Linked DNA regions of Mus musculus: region 2 is linked to region 1. The links are chromatin contacts, called in public Micro-C maps. All regions are on one chromosome and are shown on one strand. Each heading gives the region's core, a stretch centred on a gene start, on an enhancer-like site or on the middle of the called end of the contact. The rest is flanking DNA. Distances are from core to core; before and after follow the strand shown.

What was found. A called contact is a pair of places that touch in the nucleus more often than the background predicts.
Region 2: a Micro-C map of embryonic stem cells shows a contact between it and region 1, with 2.9 times the contacts expected there. The contact joins the promoter of Bicdl1 here to the promoter of Cabp1 in region 1. A contact is called at or near these places in 1 of 484 Hi-C or Micro-C datasets (embryonic stem cells) and 1 of 115 datasets of contacts at active chromatin or transcription factors (pancreatic cancer cells).

Annotation. Positions count from the first base shown.
Region 1 is chr5:115,193,119-115,195,818 of GRCm38.p6, reverse strand. It overlaps Cabp1 (calcium binding protein 1), which reads left to right and starts at 1,438. Exons shown (of 6, transcript NM_001310712.1): 1 at 1,438-2,165. The coding sequence starts at 1,572. It overlaps Gm35515 (a long non-coding RNA gene), which reads right to left and starts at 1,481. Exons shown (of 3, transcript XR_387599.4): 1 at 929-1,481.
Region 2 is chr5:115,730,211-115,732,923 of GRCm38.p6, reverse strand. It overlaps Bicdl1 (BICD family like cargo adaptor 1), which reads left to right and starts at 1,303. Exons shown (of 9, transcript NM_001080808.2): 1 at 1,303-1,802. The coding sequence starts at 1,365.

The DNA of each region.
Region 1 (2,700 bases), core at 189-2,688:
AATTTCTCTGTATAGCTCTGGCTGTCCTGGAACTCAGAAATCCGCCTGTCTCTGCCTCCCAAGTGCTGGGATTAAAGGTGTGCACCGTTACTGCCCAGCTTTATTTATTTATATGACAGGGTCTCATGTAGCCCAGCCTGGCCTGGAACTCGTTATTCTAACCCTCCTGTTTGCTTCTCCCAAGGGATTTCAGACATGTGCCACCACACCCAGATCCCCCCCCCAAAACACACACACACACACACACACACACACACACACACACGAGTTAGAATAGTTAAACAGAGTCTTACTCTGAAGCCTCAAGTTTATAGCAATTCTGGTTCCTCCACCTACCACATGCTGGAATTGCAGGCCCATGCCACCACGTCCAGATCTTTCTTTTTTTGCACATGCATAGGTAGAAATACACCATGCAAAAAAGAGGGTCCTCCTCGAAGCCCCGTGATATTGGGAGTCTGCCCATCTATCCTAATGAGGCTAAGCAGTGAGCAGGTTGTAAGGGACAGAGGATGGGCAGAGAACAGGGAGGCCCTCGCCTCCAAATCTTAACGTCCCTACTACTAAGCACCTTGGTACAAGGGGGCCTCAGGAGGTGCAGACTGGAGAGAAGCTGCTAAATGAGTGTGTGCCCTGTGCCAGCTCCCTCCTGCTGGAGTCTTTCTTGAGCACCAGGAAATCTTGTGTCGCCACGAAATCAGTTTGGGAAGAATCATTTGCATTTCACTGAAGAGGGGAAACCGGCTCAGGGAGGCTGATGACACTTGCCCAAGCTTCCCAGATGGCAAGCTGCAGAGCTGGGATTTGAGATTGAAACCAGCACAGTGTGACTTCCTGGATGCTTACCAAGGGCAGGAGTCCTCTCTCTAACAACTAGAAGGGCAGGAGGTGGTTCGATGGAGAAACAAGCATAGCCAACGTGTCCTACCTGGAACTTGACCACCACCAGGCACTTCCGGGACAGGTAGCTGCAGCCAGATGCCACCTGGCTCCTCTTCTGTTGTGTCAACTGTAAATTCCGTGGCTGACTTGCTCGGGGCAATCCTAGTCCGGTGTACTCTATGGAAGGTGGATGGACGAGGCATGGATACACTCCTAGCTTTATCCTTCCAGGTCATCTGGCTCCTGCGTTTGTCTGGATGGTGTCACAGAGTGCCTGCATCCTAGCTGAGTCTCTAGCGTCCTGCACCCCTTTGGTCCTATTGCCAAAGTTGTTCTCTCTGGAAAGTGCACCCTTGCTTGACTTTGGGGTGAGGGGGGGGCGACCGGCCGATCCTGGGCATGGAGGGATCCTCTGGGCGTGATAAGGGGCTCCGCCAGTCTCCTTGGGGGAGGTTAGCCAGCCCCTTCCCTCGTGCTCACATTCAGTGCCGCAGCGCCCCCTTGGCCACCAGAGGCGCCCGGAAGCGGGACTCCCCGAGCGCTGGGCGGGGCGAGGGGCGGGGCGCGGCGGCACCTGGGCCGCGGGAGAGCCGGGGGTGGGCTCTCGGGGGACAACCAGCTGCCCCCCCAGATCTGCAGCGCCGGCCGCCGGGAGCTCGAGGCTCCAGGCGCAGAGGCTGCGCTGTCACATGGGCGGCGGCGACGGGGCCGCATTTAAGCGGCCAGGGGACGGCGCCCGCCTGCAGCGCGTCCTCGGGCTTGGCTCCCGCCGGGCGCCCCGCTCTCTGCCCTCCGGGGGCCCCGCACCACCCCCGCCGGGCCATGCGAGCGCGGGCCCCGCCGCGATGAGCTCGCACATTGCCAAGAGCGAGTCCAAGACGTCGCTGCTCAAGGCGGCGGCGGCGAGCGGGGGCAGCCGGGCTCCCCGCCACAGCTCTGCGCGGGACCCCGGGCTGCGTGGCCGCCGGCTGCCCGGTCCCTGCCCCGGCTCGCCTCCACCGTGCGGGGACCCCAGCTCGCGGAGGCCCCTGTGCCGGCCCGTGCCGCGGGACGAGGGCGCGCGCGGGAGCCGGCGTGGGCTGCCCCAGGCGCACTGCAGGCCCCGGGAGACGCTACCGCCGGCCCGCGGGCGCGATGGGGAGGAACGGGGGCTGGCGCCAGCGCTCGGTCTACGGGGCTCCCTGCGATCGCGGGGTCGCGGGGACCCGGCTCCTGCTGGCACCCCCGAGGCGGACCCGTTCCTCCACCGGCTGCGCCCCATGCTCAGCTCCGCCTTCGGCCAGGTAAGGGCCGCGCCCCTCGCCCGCGCTCCGGGCACCGGCGCTCGGGACCCTACGGCGGCGGCGCGTCCCCGGTTCTGCTCGCTCTGCCCAGTCGGGGTGCACCTTGGCTCATCCTGTCCTCCCGCGGCCCTGGCGCTCCGCCACCCCCGTGTCTGATTCAGCACCCTGTGCGCTGTCCACACTTCGGGCCTCTTCCTGGGCGCCGCTCAGCTGAGCCTGCCTCGCACCTGCAAGAGCGACCTCCGCAATCCTCCGGGAGATTTTCCAGGGTCGTGAGCAGCGCTTGGAGCAGGCGGCGCCAACCTTCTCCTCTCTCTGGCCTCTGGCGACCCAGAGGAGCGAAGGGCTTGGAGTCTGAGCGGCAAAGGGGGAGGGCCTGGGAGTACAGCGAGTTGCTTGTGGATGATTTATACTAGCCGTGACTTAGAGTGTCCTCAAAGGTCTGGGAAAGTTAGGGGATTGGAAAAATGGGGAGGAGAAGAGATGTCTGGACAGGCATGAAGGGTCTGTCCAGAGCTACGGCTCCATCTAGAAC
Region 2 (2,713 bases), core at 54-2,553, 540 kb before region 1:
GCCCCCTCGGACCACAGACCAGCTAGGATACCCCACCACAAGACCCAATCCAAATGGGGCTCCCGCCAGCTCCCCAAACCGAAGAGAGGCTGCGGGCTGGGGCCGCGGAGGCGAGGAAGAGGACGCGTGCCGCTGCAGAGCGCCATCAGGGGTGAGAGCGTGGGAGTCTGGAGGAGGAGGAGGCCACACCCAGAGGTGCGAGCGCGGGGGGCGTGGCCCCGGCGAAAACGAGGCAGGGGGCGTGGCCGAGCGCCAAGCTGAGGAGGAGTCGGAGAAGTGGTGGACGTAGAGCCGCACCCTTAGGTGAGCGCGCAGGGGGCGTGGCCACACCTAGAGCTGGGAACGAGGCTGAGGGCGTGGCTCCAGGCCGGGGGCGTGGCCGTCCCCACCCCCCCCCCCCACACACACACACGGGAGGGAGAGGCTCCGGCCTTTCAGGACGCGCTGAGCTTCCCCACGGGCGGCGCGCGCATCCGTCCCCGCGTCGCGTGAGGCCACGTCCGGGTTAGGCGGGCGCCACCTGGGCGCGGCCGAGGCGAGCGGAGCGTCGGCGAATCCCGCGCGGGCGCGGCGGCGAACAGGTGCCCGCGCGCGTCAGGCGCCGGCCCCCGGGGCGGGGAAGAGGGGCGCGGCCGGAAGCGCGGGGCGGGCGGGCGGAGGAGCGAGCCCGGCGGGCGAGCCGGGCGGGTTCCTCGGCCGGGTGAGCTGCGGGGCCGGGCAGGCAAGAAGGAAGGACTGCTCCGGGGCTGTGCGGCCAACGATGTCGAGCCGCCGCCTCGGCCCCTGCAGCAGCAGCAGCCGCCGTCGCCGCCGCTGCTGCCGCCGAGCCGGGGGACATGGAGCGCGGCTGCAAGGAGCGGCCGACGGCAGCAGCAGCAACGAGCGACGCAGCGACAGCGGAGCGCAGCCCTCCCCGTGAGGCGCCGGCCGGCCGGCGGCGGCGGCGACGGCGGCAGCAGAAGCAGCAGCGGCAGCAACAGGGCGGCTGAACCCCGGCCGCGGCGGCGATCCTTAGCGCGGCTTCTCCTCCCGCTCCGCACCCCGCCACCCCTCTTCAATCTCCCCTTCTGCCGCTCTTGCCCACCCCCGTCGTCCGCGTCCCGGGCGCGCGCCAGCAGCTGAGCCCCCCGGGGGCGGGGGCGCGTGTCGCCGGCGCGGGGGAGGGGCCGCCCGCCTGCCCGCCCGCGCGCGCCGCGCCCAGGGCTCGCGGGGACCCGGGGGGCGCGTGCCGCGGCGCAAGGCGAGGCGAAGCGCGGGGCGGCGCGGCGGGGCCCCTCCCCCGCCATCCCCATCCCCACCCCCCGCCTTGCAGCCTGGCGCGCGCCGGCCGGGCCGCACCGCTGCGGGCTCGGCGCGCGCGGGCCATGTCCGCCTTCTGCCTGGGCTTGGCCGGCCGAGCTTCAGCACCCGCCGAGCCGGACAGCGCCTGCTGCATGGAGCTGCCCGCTGGGGCCGGGGACGCAGTCCGGAGTCCCGCCACTGCTGCCGCCCTCGTCTCCTTCCCCGGAGGTCCCGGGGAACTGGAACTGGCCTTAGAGGAGGAGCTGGCGTTGCTGGCGGCCGGGGAGCGGTCGTCCGAGCCCGGCGAGCATCCTCAGGCGGAGCCGGAGTCTCCGGTTGAGGGGCACGGGCCGCCGCTGCCGCCGCCGCCTACCCAGGATCCCGAGCTGCTGTCGGTGATCCGCCAGAAGGAGAAGGATCTGGTGTTGGCGGCCCGACTAGGCAAGGCGCTGCTCGAGAGGAACCAGGACATGAGCCGGCAGTACGAGCAGATGCACAAGGAGCTGACGGACAAGCTAGAGGTGAGGACCTTCCGGCGGCATGGGTGGGGAGCTGGGGTGCCTGCCTGTCCTCCCCGTTTCCGTGCCTAGTCTACCTCGAAGAAGATCATCGAGAACGGGGAGGCAGGAGGGATAGTTTTCACCAGCATCAGCGCGTTCGTTGAGCCCACCTGCCTTTCCCACCCAGCTCGGATGTGAGTCCGTGCACGTCTCTCACCGTTGTGGGCCGTTCTATATATGTATTGTACACAGAGTCTAAAATAGAGCTTACAGTATGACTAATTTATACAGCACCAAGGCGATATCTGCACACAGAAATGAGAACATCGAGAAGCATTTAAAATATGCTTCAGGTGTTCGGAGAAGCAGTTAATCTCTAATCAGGGTGTTAGCCCAGAGCTTTCCAGTCCGGGCATTAAGGCCTCTGGATGCCCTTGTCTTAACTTTCTGGCAGAGAGTTGTGGGGAACAAGTGCCTCGAAAGGAGCTTTATATAGCTTTCAAATGCTTAGGGATTAGGGGATGTGGTTCCATTGCAGAAATCAGAGAAGGCAGGGCTCATCATGTGATTAGTTTGGGCTTCAGTAGCTATGTGTGTCTCAGTAGTACTTTCCTGTGTCCTGGGTCTTAGCATGTATGTTACTTTTAACCACTACTAAAAACATTTCCCCTCACCCACCCCTGTGGGAGGGTCGTTTCCTGGCAAAATGGTTCAGTGGGTAAGGTCACTTGCCCCAATTGGTTCCTCAGAACCCATGTGGGATGTCACTAGCAACGTGTCCTCCGGCCTACACACACACCCCAGTTAATAAATAATCCTAAGTACGTTTTCAAATGAGTAATATTTCTGTTAATTCCATGCAACAACATCGTCTACAACTGTGTTTATTGGGATTTTGCTCTTAAGCAGAAAGAGTCTTGAATGGTAACTGA